2 separate regions of the Sus scrofa genome follow, and region 1 is linked to region 2. The links are chromatin contacts, called in public HiChIP or PLAC-seq maps. All regions are on one chromosome and are shown on one strand. Each heading gives the region's core, a stretch centred on a gene start, on an enhancer-like site or on the middle of the called end of the contact. The rest is flanking DNA. Distances are from core to core; before and after follow the strand shown. Region 1 holds the start of TXNDC12 (thioredoxin domain-containing protein 12). Region 2 holds the start of ZYG11B (protein zyg-11 homolog B).

Evidence for each region. HiChIP or PLAC-seq counts read pairs in DNA pulled down with a chosen protein or histone mark.
Region 1: an H3K27ac HiChIP or PLAC-seq map of alveolar macrophages shows a contact between it and region 2. The contact joins the promoter of TXNDC12 here to the promoter of ZYG11B in region 2. A contact is called at or near these places in 1 of 47 Hi-C or Micro-C datasets (skeletal muscle) and 1 of 2 datasets of contacts at active chromatin or transcription factors (alveolar macrophages).

The regions. Positions count from the first base shown.
Region 1 is chr6:160,134,138-160,141,126 of Sscrofa11.1, reverse strand. TXNDC12 (thioredoxin domain-containing protein 12) reads right to left here and starts at 4,383. Exons shown (of 8, transcript XM_021096661.1): 1 at 4,147-4,383; 2 at 3,639-4,020. The coding sequence starts at 3,732. BTF3L4 (transcription factor BTF3 homolog 4) reads left to right here and starts at 4,920. Exons shown (of 6, transcript XM_021096654.1): 1 at 4,920-5,040.
Region 2 is chr6:159,477,084-159,484,206 of Sscrofa11.1, reverse strand. It overlaps ZYG11B (protein zyg-11 homolog B), which reads left to right and starts at 3,590. Exons shown (of 14, transcript XM_021096631.1): 1 at 3,590-3,832. The coding sequence starts at 3,803.

The DNA.
Region 1 (6,989 bases), core at 3,134-5,633, 660 kb before region 2:
AGGGGGAAAGTGACCATTTGCAAGCACATCACTTACATCAGAATTCCCAAGCCCTTCATCCTAAAACTGCTTTCCTGAGTGTAAGCTAAGGACATCAGAAGAGTATCATCCACCCCTCCCAGCTGACGAAACAAAAGGTTAAGTGTCAGAACTGGTAGCCACGCCTCTAAACAGGGAACGCTGTACCTGAGAGGTAGAATAACACAGTGGCTAAACAAAGTCTGTCTGCATCAAACAGATCTAGTCGGCCACTTGCTGTTTCCACATATACACAACATGACTAACAAAACTATCTATCCCAGAGGGTTGTTGTGAATGTGAACAGAACACAGTATGGAAGGTACATATTCTATATGGGTCAAAGTTTTATTCTGGAGACTTGATAAAGTCCTCTATTTCTGTTTCAGGCAGGAGAGCATATGAACTATTCCCGCTGACAACTTTTTCATTTCTCCTTTAAAGTCTTCAAAATAGTGTCTGTACTCAGGGCAGGAGTGGTGTATGGGTTGGGAGCACAGGCTCTGAGATGCACAACTCAGCTGGTCCACTCACTAGCTGTGTGACTACTGTGCCCAATTTTAGGTTTTTCATCTGTGAAATGGGGATGATGATAAAAAAATATTCTCTATCTCAGAGGGTTATTATGAGGATTAAGCCAGTCAATATACGACAAACGCACAGAACAGTTTCTGGAATATAGCAAATGTACAGTAAATGTTAATCATTACACATCTCCCCGCAGGTGATATATTCCACATTTTTAGCACACCAAGAACAACAAAATTGTTTTAGAACTCTAGAACGTTAGAGCTGGAAGGACTCTTAGCAATCATTTCTAGTCCAACTCTCTCATGTAATAAATGCTTCCCAGGGAAGATAAGAGCTGGCTGTACAGTCTGATCAGAATCAAAACTCAGGTCTCTTGATTGTTATCTGCTGCTCATACCACACCGTTGCACTTTCTCTTCTTAATGAAGAGAGTAGATCATTCAGTATCTCCTCTCTGCAAAGCACAGGTCATCTTCAGAGCTACTTAAACATCTTACTCATTACTGCTCTGGGTAGCACTTTTTGGGGAGGTGGGTTGGGTGGGCTATAATCTACTTCCCAAGAATTCATACCCAGAAGATACAAAAAAAAAAAGTTTGAAATAGTATTAACTCAACTCTTTTCAGGAACAATTAAAATATTCTTCCTTGGGAGGATATAATAATAAACATCGAATAAATACTTTCTAAGTTTGCAACACAATATTAAGTACCTTTTGTTTTTTCATTTAATCCTCACAACACAGCCCCCCCCAACTCTGTTGCCGTGTACACGTTCCTACAGTTACCTGCTATTTCCCTGTTCACAGTACATACATATCACAGTGTTATGTACTTGCCTGCTTACTTGTCTTGACAGTCTTCAGACTATAAGCTGAAAAAAGACAGGGATCTCAATGATCATGTGTACCATTCATTTCTTCTTTCAACAAATATTCCTGAACATGAATAAGAAATGGTCCTAGCTTACTGGGGCAGACTATACTTTCCAAAGACGGTTGCAATAATATCCCCCATTCCACATGCTGTTTTTACCATGTGACATAAACATTCCTTCCATGGGGAATGGGGGGTGTGTGTGTTAATGTCCCTTCCCCTTGAACATGCCCATAGAGTATAACAGAAATGATGCTGTGTGACTTGTACAGCTAGATGACAAAAATACAATGCATTTCTACCTTGTTTTCTTAGGGTGCTCTCTCTTGGAATCCAGCTGTCATACAGTACGGATGCCCACACTAGCCCATGAAGACAGACCACATGGAGATAACCAGGTCAACTGAGGCTTTAGACTTTGAACCAAGAGATACACCTTCCCCACCGTGCCTTGTTTGAATTCTTGGCCCACAGAATCATAAGCATAACAAAAAAATCCCCCTTTTTTTTTTTTCGCTGGCTGCATCTGTGGCAAAGTTCCAGGGGAACCTGCACCACAGCAGTGACCTGAGCCACTGCAGTGACAATGCTGGATCCTTAATGAGCTGAACCACCAGGGAACTCCATAAAATGATTTCTCTACACCACTAAATTTGGGGGTGTTTTATCATGCAGCAGTGGTAAATGGAACATAGCTTACAGTCTAACAAGGAATAAAAATACTGAATATGCAACTCCAAGATATTGCCTACACCTAACACAGTTAACTGGAATAGGGTAAATTATTTGTAGAGCGTCTGATGTAGTTGTTATGCTCCTTTTGCAGATAAGGGAATTGAGCTTTGAGAAATTTAGCAACTTGCCCTAGGTCTCTCAGCTGGTTAGCGTCAGAATAAATTAAAACTCAAATCTAAACCTACATTCCTAGCACTATACACTTCTGTCTCCTTCAGTATTTATAATTTTACATTACATATTCAGTACTCTGTCTTAAAATGGGATTTTCAGTACTTAAAACATTCTGGCCCAATCGAATTCACTTTGCAGTTTCACCACTGAGATGGAAACCCATATATCTCAGAGAAGCTTCCCCCGATCTTCCTAGCTCAAGGAATGCCAGCTCCTTCATCCTTCCCCAGTCTTTCCACTCCATCGGTTTCATTTTCTTCCCAGCATTCATTCCTAGCTGAAATTATCTTGCCTATTAATTTGTTCATGTGTCTGCTCCCTGTCTCTCTGAACTGAATATAAGCTTCATGAGAGCAGGAACCTTATCTGTCCCGTCCATTGCCATATCCCTAGTGCCTAGGACAGTACCTGGATTATGGGAGGTGATCAAAAATTACTTACTGAGTGAAGGAATGACTGCATTCAGGCACACTGAATGTCCACTCAATCTCATCACCCACCAATAAAGGTGCAAATAGGGAGGATAAAACAAAATTAAAAACAGCGAGATTGCAGCAGAGATATTCCACATGGTAAGGTCAGGTCAAAAAAAAAAAGTAAGAAGAGGGAAATACATACTATCACACCCACTTAGAAAAAGCATAAACCCTGATCTCCAATAAAGATGTAGGTAGTGGGATAAATGCAGTAGGGAACACCTCTTATTCTCCATTGGTAACCACTGTCCCTCATTCTTCCAAAAAAACCATTTTCTTCAATTACACTGAACCACACCGAGGACAACTGTTGGTGACCCTCTAACATCAGACCTTCGACCCTTTATATGGCCCTTCCTTATGCACCCAGTCACCCTCCCTGGGTGCAGGTTCTGTTCCCTCCAGGTCTGGAGGCAGTAATCTAGCTCTTCAGGTAAGAGGTGAGGAGCGGAATCTTCAGACCCACGAAAAGAATCCAAATATGAAAGTCCACCCTGAGGAACGGTGACGGATGTCTGAGGACCCACCAAGTGCTAGACACTAAGCTGGTTTCTTAAACATGCTTTTCCTAATATACGGGTCATTCCTTACCCCAACCCAAGCATTTAGGGAGGCCTCAAGTACAACTTCCCCAACTCAATATTCCCCAGAACCGCTACTCCCTACCCCAAGAGATCTTCCTCAAACTCCAGGAGCAGTTGGAGAGGATAAAAAGAAATCTAGGGTGGCCAGAGACAGAATGGGAAGGGGATCGTGTTAGGACAAGGAGAGGGTTGTACTGGGCTGGGGCCCAGAATGAGTAAAGATTAAGATAAGAACGCGGTCTGACCCTTTCCAAGCCCAACATGTCCATCAGAAGAGACGAGGAGCAGGAAACTGAAGCCCAGCAAACAGGTGGCCCCGAGACGAGGCCGCGGTTCCATGGTGGTAAGTCCGCGGGGCCCCTGGGCTGAGCAGACGCCGGGCCCGAGTCCTAGCAGATGGTCCGCGCGGTATCCCAAGTGCGGCTCAGCCCAACCCCTCGCTTTCCCAGATTTTTTTTTTTTTTTTTTCCCCTAACCCTGAAGGAAGTGATGTTAGACGGATGTGGGTGGTGCCTCCGGGGTCCGGTCTGGGACTGAGTTTAAAGGTGCAGATCACGTAGAAGGTTGCAGGCGTTGCTTTCGAGCGGTAGTTGCTTCCCCACGGTTCTGGACATTCCGTCCGAGGACCTAGAGAGAAAAGATGGGCCGAGATAGTGGGCGGGTGGGGAGGAGACTCGGGAGAACCGTTGCTGGTGGCGTCCGCCTTCAGGCTAGCCCCTCCCCCCACCAAGAACCGCTGCACTTAATACTCACTACGCAAATTATTGATCGGTGAAGTCAGCCTCTCCCAACTGTTGGGCTGGTTGCCCATTGGTTTCAGGTACCCCATCCCCCTCCGCAAATAAAAAAGACAGATAACCGGATTTCATTCTTAAGTTCCTGCTCGGGTCTCGAGAAGACCTGGCAAACCTGTTCTGCGGTGCAGTCTTGTGCCTGCAAGAATGTCCCTTACGGTTGGAGAAGAAACACTGGACCTTATTTTTTATTCCTTGTAAGCTAAATTCTTCCATTCAGGGATGATGCAACCAACTGATGCAAGCTCCGAGAAAACCAAACTTGTGATTTCTTACTGCAAATCTGACCTAGCTCTGCGGGGCACTGGGGCATAAGTCACTGCAGGCACTTAAAGTGTGAAGCTTCTTCTGATTAAATGTATTTGTTTTTGTTGTTTTTAAACTTTGTGGGTTATTTCTCGATTTTCCTCTCTTGAGGCATAAAAAACGGCTCAAAATTTCCCGTCTCTCCGAGTCTCCACTCTAGTTGAGTCCGACAGTGCGTACTTAATACCTAGCGAAGCATTCGACAAAAGTATACACCCAAACAAAAATACCCATTGCCTTTTTATTAGGCTTCCTATAAACTGCAGGCACGGACACAATGGGACGCCCAGGAGACTGCAAGCTCCAGAAAGCAGCGCGGCGGTCTGCACCTGCCGCGTTTCTGTTGGGAAGCGCAGAGCAGCCTGGGCTTTGTAGTTTGTATATGAGCTTCCAGGATAGGCTGCTCCGGCGAGAGAGAGGCGGGGCCGGGTGTGTCACGTGGGCTCCACTCCCGCCGCCGCGGCTGCCTTCGTCTTTCTCTGTCTCGACTGAGGCAGCCATCTTGCTCTTGCCGCGTGCTGGTGTTGGAGGACCCTCCCTGCTTCAGGTGAGACCCCCGGCGGTCCCGCCACTCCACGGCCATAGGCCGCCGCGCACGGTCTCCCCCCGCCCTTTTCTACCGACACCCGCCAACCGATCGGGCTGCCACTTCCGCGGTGGCGCGCCGAGTGGGGGCGGAGGCGGCTGTCTTGGCCTGTCGGTTAGCGGCGGCGCAGCTGGGGGTCGGCACCTGAGGGAAGGTCCCCAGCACCACCGCTTTCTGTCGGGGCTCGCGGGCCCGCGTTGTTGCAGCCCAGGTCCAGGCCCAGGTGGCAGGTGGTCCCCCGCCTCTGCCCTGTTACTCTTCATTATTCACAGCAATAAGGCTTGAGCTTTGAGCTTTGTACAGCCTATCTGCTGTCATCTCATTTGATCCTCCCACTCGACAGATAGGGAAACCGAGGTTAGCAGCCCCCGCCCCCAACCAAATTCCATTGCTGCGCTCTTCACCTCGTAATGGCAGTATTTGTTTACAAGTGTGCCACCCTCTCCGAGACATTGCCTTGCCCATCCTTGTAGCCCCATCCCACTGCGTGATGCATAGTAGGCTGTCAGGAAGTTGATGATTGACCGACAGGCAGTGTTACAAAGCTAGTGAATTGCGGTTTCAATTTCTGTTCCCACGTTCTTTCACTATACTATGTCTGTACCTTGGGCAATGGTAACAATAGTTACCAGTTTTTGAGTATCTGCTTGAGCCATACCCGGTACTTGATTACTTAATGTTTAACCCGTAAAACAGCTGTGAAGTATGTGTTGTTACACTTTTTCTAATAGGAAGGAATACAAGTTCAGAGAAGTAAAAGAACTTTCTGAAGCCCTAAGTGGAAAAACCTTGATCCTTCGGATTCCAAAGCCTGTGCCTCTCTTATAGAGTAACCCTTCATAATAAAAAGTCAGGATTAAAGATTGAAATTGTTTTATCTCTGTAAATATGATGTCATTGAAAGTGCCTACCATAATGCTTGGAATTTAGGCACTCAGTAAATATTAATTATAACTTAATTATTTACACCCTTTCTTGAATCCTTGAGGAAAGGGCGAAAAGATGCTAGGATCCCCAAGGAAGAATTCACTAATTATATGGCCTTAGGAAGTGACTTCTCCGTTCTGGGCCCTCATTTTCCAAATTATTAAATTGGGAAAGAGGTGAGCTGTTTTATTTTTTTCTAATTTATACCCTGCTGCTGCTTGCAAGTATTTGCCACACGTTCAAGACGGGAATAATGGGTACAAGAAAGTAAAGATTGCTTGAGGAATGGGGAGTTAAAGCAGGTGATCTCTGAGGTCTAGTCCAGATTCTGAGCTTGACATTTCTTCTTTCATAGACTGAGTCCAATCCACTTTCCTACTTGAACTCTACACACCTCAACCTGCTGTGGACAGGAGGGCCACCCTTCTCCCCCACCCCCCCACCAACCTTGTGTTTGCAACCTCCCTAAAATGCTTTTCTCTGATATTCCTTGGGAACAAGTTTTCTGTTGTCCTGATTATCTGGAATGGAATCTGTTCTTTCTTGTCTACACATTGATATAGAGTTAATTTTGTTCTTGCTTTGTTTCAAACAAGTCAGGACTCTATTTTGACTTCCATCACTTTTCTTCCATCTCTTCTCTTGGGGATTACCTCAAAATGCAGAAGAGTCCCAAAAGGTTTACCTGCTTTTTGGCTCTAATATTTTCACTTATCCCCTTTTTTTGTAAAAAAATTCTTTAGGCTCTTTGTTAGTTCACTACACCTTCCTGGCCACATTCCTTTGAAAATTGTGAATATTAGTCCTTTTCGGCAGGTATTGAGAATAGAGATTGGGATTTACATCAGCAGATTTAAGTATGACAGAGTTCAGATTGGTACACACCTAAAGCCTGCTTTGTACTGTAATCACATTTCATCCTATAAAAGTGTTTTAGCTGCTTGAACATTGTGATACAGTATGAATAAAGACTGAGGAAGTAT
Region 2 (7,123 bases), core at 2,341-4,840:
ACTGCAGTGATGACCCTGGATCCTTAACCCACTGTGCCACAAGGGAACTCCTATATAGCAATTTTCATCTGACTCTTATGATAGCTTTTGCCTTACAGATATTTTTTATGTTCACATAGTTGAATTTATTAATCTTTCTTTTGTCTTTTTACTTTTTTTTTTTTTGTCTTTTTAGGGCTGCACCCGTGGCATATGGAGGTTCCCAGGTTAGGGGTCGAATTGGAGCTATGGCTGCCGGCCTACGCAAGAGCCACTGCAGTGCCAGATCCAAGCCACGTCTTCGACCTACACCACAGCTCACAGCAACGCTGGATCCTTAACCCACTGAGCGAGGCCAAGGATCGAACCTAAAACCTCATGGTTCCTAGTTGGATTCATTTCCGCTGTGCCACGATGGGAACTCCTCCTATCGATCTTTTCTTTTATGGCATTTAAGTTTTGTTCTGAACTTTATTTTATTATTTTATTTTTGGCCAAGCCCATGGCATGTGGAAGTTCCCAGGCCAGGGACTGAACCTGCACCATAGCAGTGATGATGTTGGATCCTTAACCCTTTAGGCTACTAGAGAACTCCTTTTTAGATGTATTTTTGGAATTTCTATTCTGTTTCATTGATTGCAGGTCAACTGTGGCCCCATTCTTTCTTGATGGCAGAGTCCTGATTTTTTTATGGTGATTTTCCGATACTACCACCAGGTCCTCAGGGAAGGTGATTCCCAGATCAGATATAGAATGTAAATCATGATTGGTCTAAGCAATATTAGTGTCTAATGCTATTTGTTGGTTTATTCACAGCCAGTAGACTTGAGGGAAAGTCTACTGAATGGCTATTAGGGATAAAAAAAAATCGATTAGACATATAAAAGGGGATGTTTACAATTTGGATATATAAGTCTGAAATACAGAAAAGAGGTCTGGAATAGAGGTTTAATTTGGGAGACTGTCACGCTATAGACCATATTTAAAGCAATATGATAGGATATGAGCTCATCAAGGAGTGAGTATAAATGGAAAAGGTAAGAGGTCAAAGTATTGGGCCCTGGGGCACTGCAGTATTTTGAGGTCGGAGAAATGTGGAGAAAACAAGAGCAGCCAGTGAGAAGAAGAATCAGGGGAGGGCAGTGTCATGCTGGGCAAGGAAGAGGCATTGATCAGCTGTGTCTAGTGCTCTTGGTAGGTCAAGTAACACTGAGAATTGATCATAGTTAGTAAATAGACGTCACTGGTGACCTTGACAAGAACATTTCAGTGGAGTGGTGGAGGTGAAAGCTCACCTGGACAGGGTCCCACAGAAAATGGGAAAAAGGAAGTAAAAATATCAAGCACAGTACAGGCCACTTTTTGAGACATTTTGCTGTAGAAAAAAAAAAAGGAGCAGAGAAATGAGGTAGTAGGTGGATAGTCAAGCTCAGTCAAGAGAGGTTTTGTTAGGATGGAAGAAATAAATTCATGCTGGTAAGCTGTTGGGAAAGAAAAAAATCGTGATGTACAAGAGTGGGAGAATCGCTGGAGAGACGTCTTTGAGAAAGTGAAACAGTACAGGATCTTGCACTGTGTTACTCAAAATGTGATCTGTATACTAGTGATGGTCCACAAATCTGGCCACCAGTTTGTAACAGAAATTGAGAGTAAATATTTAGAAACACTTATAGCAATTTGGCGGAAAAATTTTATGTCTATCGGATCTAACAATAAAAGATCTGGGAGTTTTTTGGTGGCTCAGCAAGTCAAGGATCCAGTGTTGTCACAGTGGTGGCTCAGATTTGATCTCTAGCCCACGGAACTTCCACTTGCTGTGGGGGTGGCAAAAACAAAACAAAAGAAAACAAACAAACTAACTAACCCAGAATAGTCAAATTCATAAAGACAAAAAGTAAAATGGCGGTTGTCAGGGGCTGGGGGGCAGGAAATGAGGAGTTATTGTTTAGTGGGTACAGAGTTTTGGTTTTGCAGGATGAAAAGAGCTCTGGGGGAGTTCCCGTCGTGGCTCAGTGGTTAACGAATCTGGGAACCATGAGGTTGCAGGTTCAATCCCTGGCCTCGCTCAGTGGGTTGAGGATCTGGAGTTGCCGTGAGCTGTGGTGTAGGTCAAAGACGCAGCTGGGACCCCGAGTTGCTGTGGCTTTGGCGTGGGCCAGTGGCTATAGCTCCAATTGGACCCCTAGCCTGGGACCCTCTGTGTGCCACAGGTGTGGCCCTAGAAAAGGCAAAAAAAAAAAAAAAAAAAAAAAGAGAGAGCTCTGGAACTGGATGGTGGTGACGAGAGCACAACAAAGTACTTAATGTCACTGACCTGTACACTGAAGAATGATTAGGATGATTAAAAAAAAAAGCATCAATATCCGTCTATATGGACTTGCATTTCGTATGTCTGTTTTTAAATTTAATGTTTCTAGTAATTACTTTTTATTGCACTTTACAAAAACAGTTTTGTGGCTGATTGGGGGCGGAAACCAAGCCTTTTTGCAGTTTGAGAATTGCGGAAGGTATGACCTTAGCTAAAAGGCAAATAGCTCATTTGTAGTAAGGAGAGGAAGGCAGCGTAGAGCAGCAGAGTTAGAAGCAGAGCAGAGTCATAGGTGGGTTGGAAGTAATGGTGACTGGTGGGACCTTATATTCTCCTGTTTGCTTCATTTTCACCATGAATTGGAAGCGAAATCATCAGTGAGCAGGGAAGAAGTGTTGGAGGTTTAAAGGGAGAGATACAAAACAGTTATGTAGTGAGGTGAGAGAGCGTATGGAACTGGAGAAATGCAGTAGGATCGCCAAGCGTTAAGGGCTTTTTTGACGAAAATGATAACAAGCTAGGTGGAGGCCAGTCAGTATGATTTTGGATTTTTCTCCCTTCTACCCCGTTTGGCTGCAGGTGTAGGATTAGAGTTTCCTCAGGTGAGTACAAGGAAAGGAAAGAAGGACTGGAGAAGTGAAAGTGAACACCGAGGGATGATGGACAGTAGAATCTAAGCTGTTCATGAAAGGAAATCGGATACCGTGAAGAATAGTGGAAAGGTAGTAGGAGCACTGGATGTTGAGTTTTGGTAAAGTTGAATTTTTGGAGTCGGGTATTTGAGGAAGTGAGCCTGAGAGGAAGGAGGCTGAGGTGGGAGAGTTGAATGATTGAAATTGAGATTATAGAGGGGTTATCTGAAATTCAGATTTAAAGTATAAGCACGGAAATGAGAGGCTGAGGCAAGGGCGATCCCTAGAGGCGAGGAACCCGAGAAGTTAGGTCTCTAGAGGAATCATCTAAAAGAATTGAAATCACTAAGAGAATATATGAATATTCTATATGAATATATAGAATACATGACAATAGAAATGAACGACAATGAACAGAAGCACAGGGGTCTGTATGCAACCCAAACGAATGGCAGCTCTAGTCTTCTGTAGGACGTATATTTAAATCTCTAGTTTTTAAAGCACTGGTTATTTGAAGACGTGTGGCTCTTTTAAGGGTCTGAGAAGGGGAGAAGCCAGGGGTCGGGCGCGCGGGCGGGGGTGGGGAGGTTGGGGAGCGGTGGGGGGGCCGTGGCCAGGGCTCCTGGGCCGAGTCTGCGCAGTGAGGGAGGAGGCGGGGCCGAGCTTGTGTTTGCGGGCGAGGGCGGAGCCTCGGGGGCGGAGTCTGCGCTCGGGATCGGGCTGCGGCTGCGGCTGCTGCACTTTCAGCTTCCGAGGCGAGGAGGCCGAGGCCTGGGCCGAGCCCGGAGCCGCCGCTCGTCGGAGCCTCCTGGAGCCCCCGCGCCGGCTCAGCCTGGGGGCGGGCTCAGGCCCGGCCCGCCGCCGAACCCAGGACAGAGGCTGCATGCCAGAGGACCAGGCCGGCGCAGCCATGGTGAGAGAGCGAGGCCTGCCTGAGCCGCAGCCTCCCGCCACCCTGGCCCCCGCGGGCCTGCCCCTCCCCAGCTTTGACGCCCCTTCTGCTCCTGCCTTTACCTCCCCTCCTTGTTACCTCCCCTTTGGTGACCCACTCCTCCTTCCCCTTGGTCTCCGGCCACCTGCCGTGGTGACAACCCCCCCCCCCTTAATCTCTCTCCATCCCGGTGACACCCTTTTTAAAAATCACCCCCAGTGACAGCCTCTTTCGCGGTCCCCTTTGCCGCCCCCTCCTTGTCCTTTAACCCGACCTTCTTTTTCTTCTGTACCATTTTGCCTTGTTCTCTCTTTTGGGATCTCTACGCCTTCCCTTCTTTTCCTCCCTCTTTTTCGCTCCTGCTCCTTGCTCTCGCTTCTTACCCCCTTTCACCATTTTATCTCCACTGCCCTCTCCTTTCTCCCCTTCGTCCTCCACCATCCACATTTCCTCTCCCCCTTATCGGATGTCCTCGCTTCCCCGCTCTCACAGCTGTCCCCATTTCCTTCTACGGGATTCAAGGGTCTCAACAGGAACAATTTGAGGGCGATTGCTTCCCAAGAGCTGTAGGGCGGGCAGATAGAGATTCTTAGGCTTTTTTCTTCCTTTTCTTTTTTTTTTTGCAGAGGGAAGGGGGAGTTTGGCGGTGCTTCGAGAGAGCCTGCAAGCCTTATTTCCTAATGTCATTGCAAAACCTGAGTGATAGTGTGTTTTGGAGCGATCGAGTGAGGCATGGGGTGAGGGCCACCCTGCATACTATGGTCTTATGAGATATCTCGCCTTTGGGCAGAAATAACTTAAAGTGTTTTCGAATGTATTTTTATTTTGAGCATCTTTTAATGTGAAGGTACCGTTTGAGAAATTTGAAAGCATTTATGTACAGTCTTTCCTGTTACTCATAACAAATGGTTTGTTTTTGTTTGGAGGCAGAGACCAGGGCATCTGAATAACCCAGATCAGTTTGGCAGTCAGATATGACAGTCTCTTTAATACCTTCTATTATCTTCTTTTGTTTTGCCCTTTCTGCTTTTAGCTGGGAAACCCTTACATTTGCAAATTTCCTCTCTCCTTCCTGTTTCAAAATAGGTTGAGGCTTCAGTGCGATTTTCATTGAGTTGGGTTACACATGGTTTGCAGTTCCTTTAATGAACTCATTGCTCCATCATATACAGCAATCTAGATTTTGGTCTCTGGGAGGAATAAGACATTCTAGTTCCAACTAAGTCCTGGTAATCATATTCTTCTAGGAGGCTGGTCAATTTCTGTTTTTTTCCCCTGTTTTTTCGGAAAGTGGTTTATTATAAAGTTATTTAATCTGCGAACTTTCCCTAACTCACTGACTCTGCATTTTTAGGTGGTCATTCTCCAGCGTCTACCTCTACAACAACCCTTCACATTCACAACCCATCACACTGTCATTGTCTGTTAACCTGTTTCTTCTCCTGAAATGTGAGTTCATCTAGGCAGCAGCTGTGCCTTATTTAATTCTCTTATTCCCAGGGCCCAGGCCAAGTAGGTACTTGAATGATTTCACCTTATGGTCTCATTTTCCTATCTGACAAATAAGATCTTAAACTGAATTTTGAGTCCACTGGTGGACTTACACAGAAAGAGTGAATTTGAGAATCTTATTTTTGGTGAGAAAAGGAAACTTAGTAAGATGCGATGATCTCCTCTTCAGAATAAAGAGCTGCCTCACCAAAGACACTAAGTGGCTAGCTTTTTGGAAGTGTTAGCCTTCCCAGTGGGAATGAATGTGTGAGTACAGAGGGAGAAGTTATGAACTCCTTTCTGGGTATTTAGGATGCAAAAGCGTCGTTTGAGCTGGGCCTGAAAGATGAATAGGATGTATATAGATCATTTGGGGAAGGAGAAGAATGCTTTGTTGGGAATGTGAGTAGAAAATAATTAGGGTGTATTATAGGTGACAGGATTAACTTTCTGTGACAGGAAGGTCACAGGAATGAGGATGTATAGTAGGAAAGGAGACTGGATACATTAGACATGATTATGATTTAGACTTGGCCTCCAACTAACTGGAGTTTACCTTACTTGTTAAAATGCATGCACACAGTGTGAATGTATATGCATGGGAGAGGTGACGAGAAGGCAAAATATTAGCTTATTATGAGTTGAGGATTATTATATTTATTATTAATTTAAGTAATTTTAAATTACTTTAAAATTTTTCCTTATGTAATAGATGTAAATAGGCATTCAAGAAATAGATCAGAACATTATTATAAAGCTTTGTATTTTATATTTTTCAGAATTTTCATTGTTGTGTTTTGAATAGTTGAAATGTCTAAGACAGGGATTCTGAAACATTACCATGAATCAGAATTACGTACAGGGCTTGTGGTCTGCCACTTCCAAAGTTTGATTTCTTAGGGCTTGGAGTAGGGCCTGAGAGTTTGCATTTTTAACAAGTACCCGTATCAGCCTGATGCTCCTGATCTGTGAACCACACTTTTGAGAACCACTGGTCTGAGATAGCATCCTTTTTATTCATCTAACAACTTTTGAGTGCCATTGACTATTGACATTGAAGATATTACAAATAATAAAACAGATGTGGTCTCTGCTTTTTTGTATCTTTTGTCTGCAGACAATATAGACATCAAGTAAAAAGTAATTATAAATGTGGAGAATGCTAAAAAGGAAAAATGGCGGGACAATGGTATGGCATAGTTAGGGACGGCTTCCCAGAGGATCTTACTCTTAGGAAGAAAACTAAAGGATTAAAGTGGAGGAGTTGTGTTGTGGAAAACCAGATGGAAGGAATAGCACACATGAATGGCCTGTGATGGTATTCTCTCTTGTCTGCTTAACTTTGCATGTCCTGAAGTCCTCAGCTCTAGGAAGTCAGGGAAACCCCAATTGCCCTCCTATCTATTAAAACAAAAACTAAAACTAAAACACCCCTCCATTATGTAATCCTCTTTCATAGACTACACATCAAGTGTAATTTTATATTTCCTACTATGCTTTTTTTTTTTTTTTTGGCTTTTTAGGGCTGCACGCTGGGCATATGGAGGTTCTCAGGCTAGCGGTTGAATCACAGCTACCGCTGCCGGCCTGTGCCACAGCCACTTCAACATCACATCCAAGCCTGTGACCTACATACACCACAGCTCATGCCAACGCCAGATCCTTAACCCCCTGAACGAGGCCAGGAATTGAACCTGCAACCTCATGGTTCCTGGCCGGATTCGTTTCCACTGTGCCGCAACGGGAATTCCATCCTACTATGATTTTTTTGTTTAATGTCTA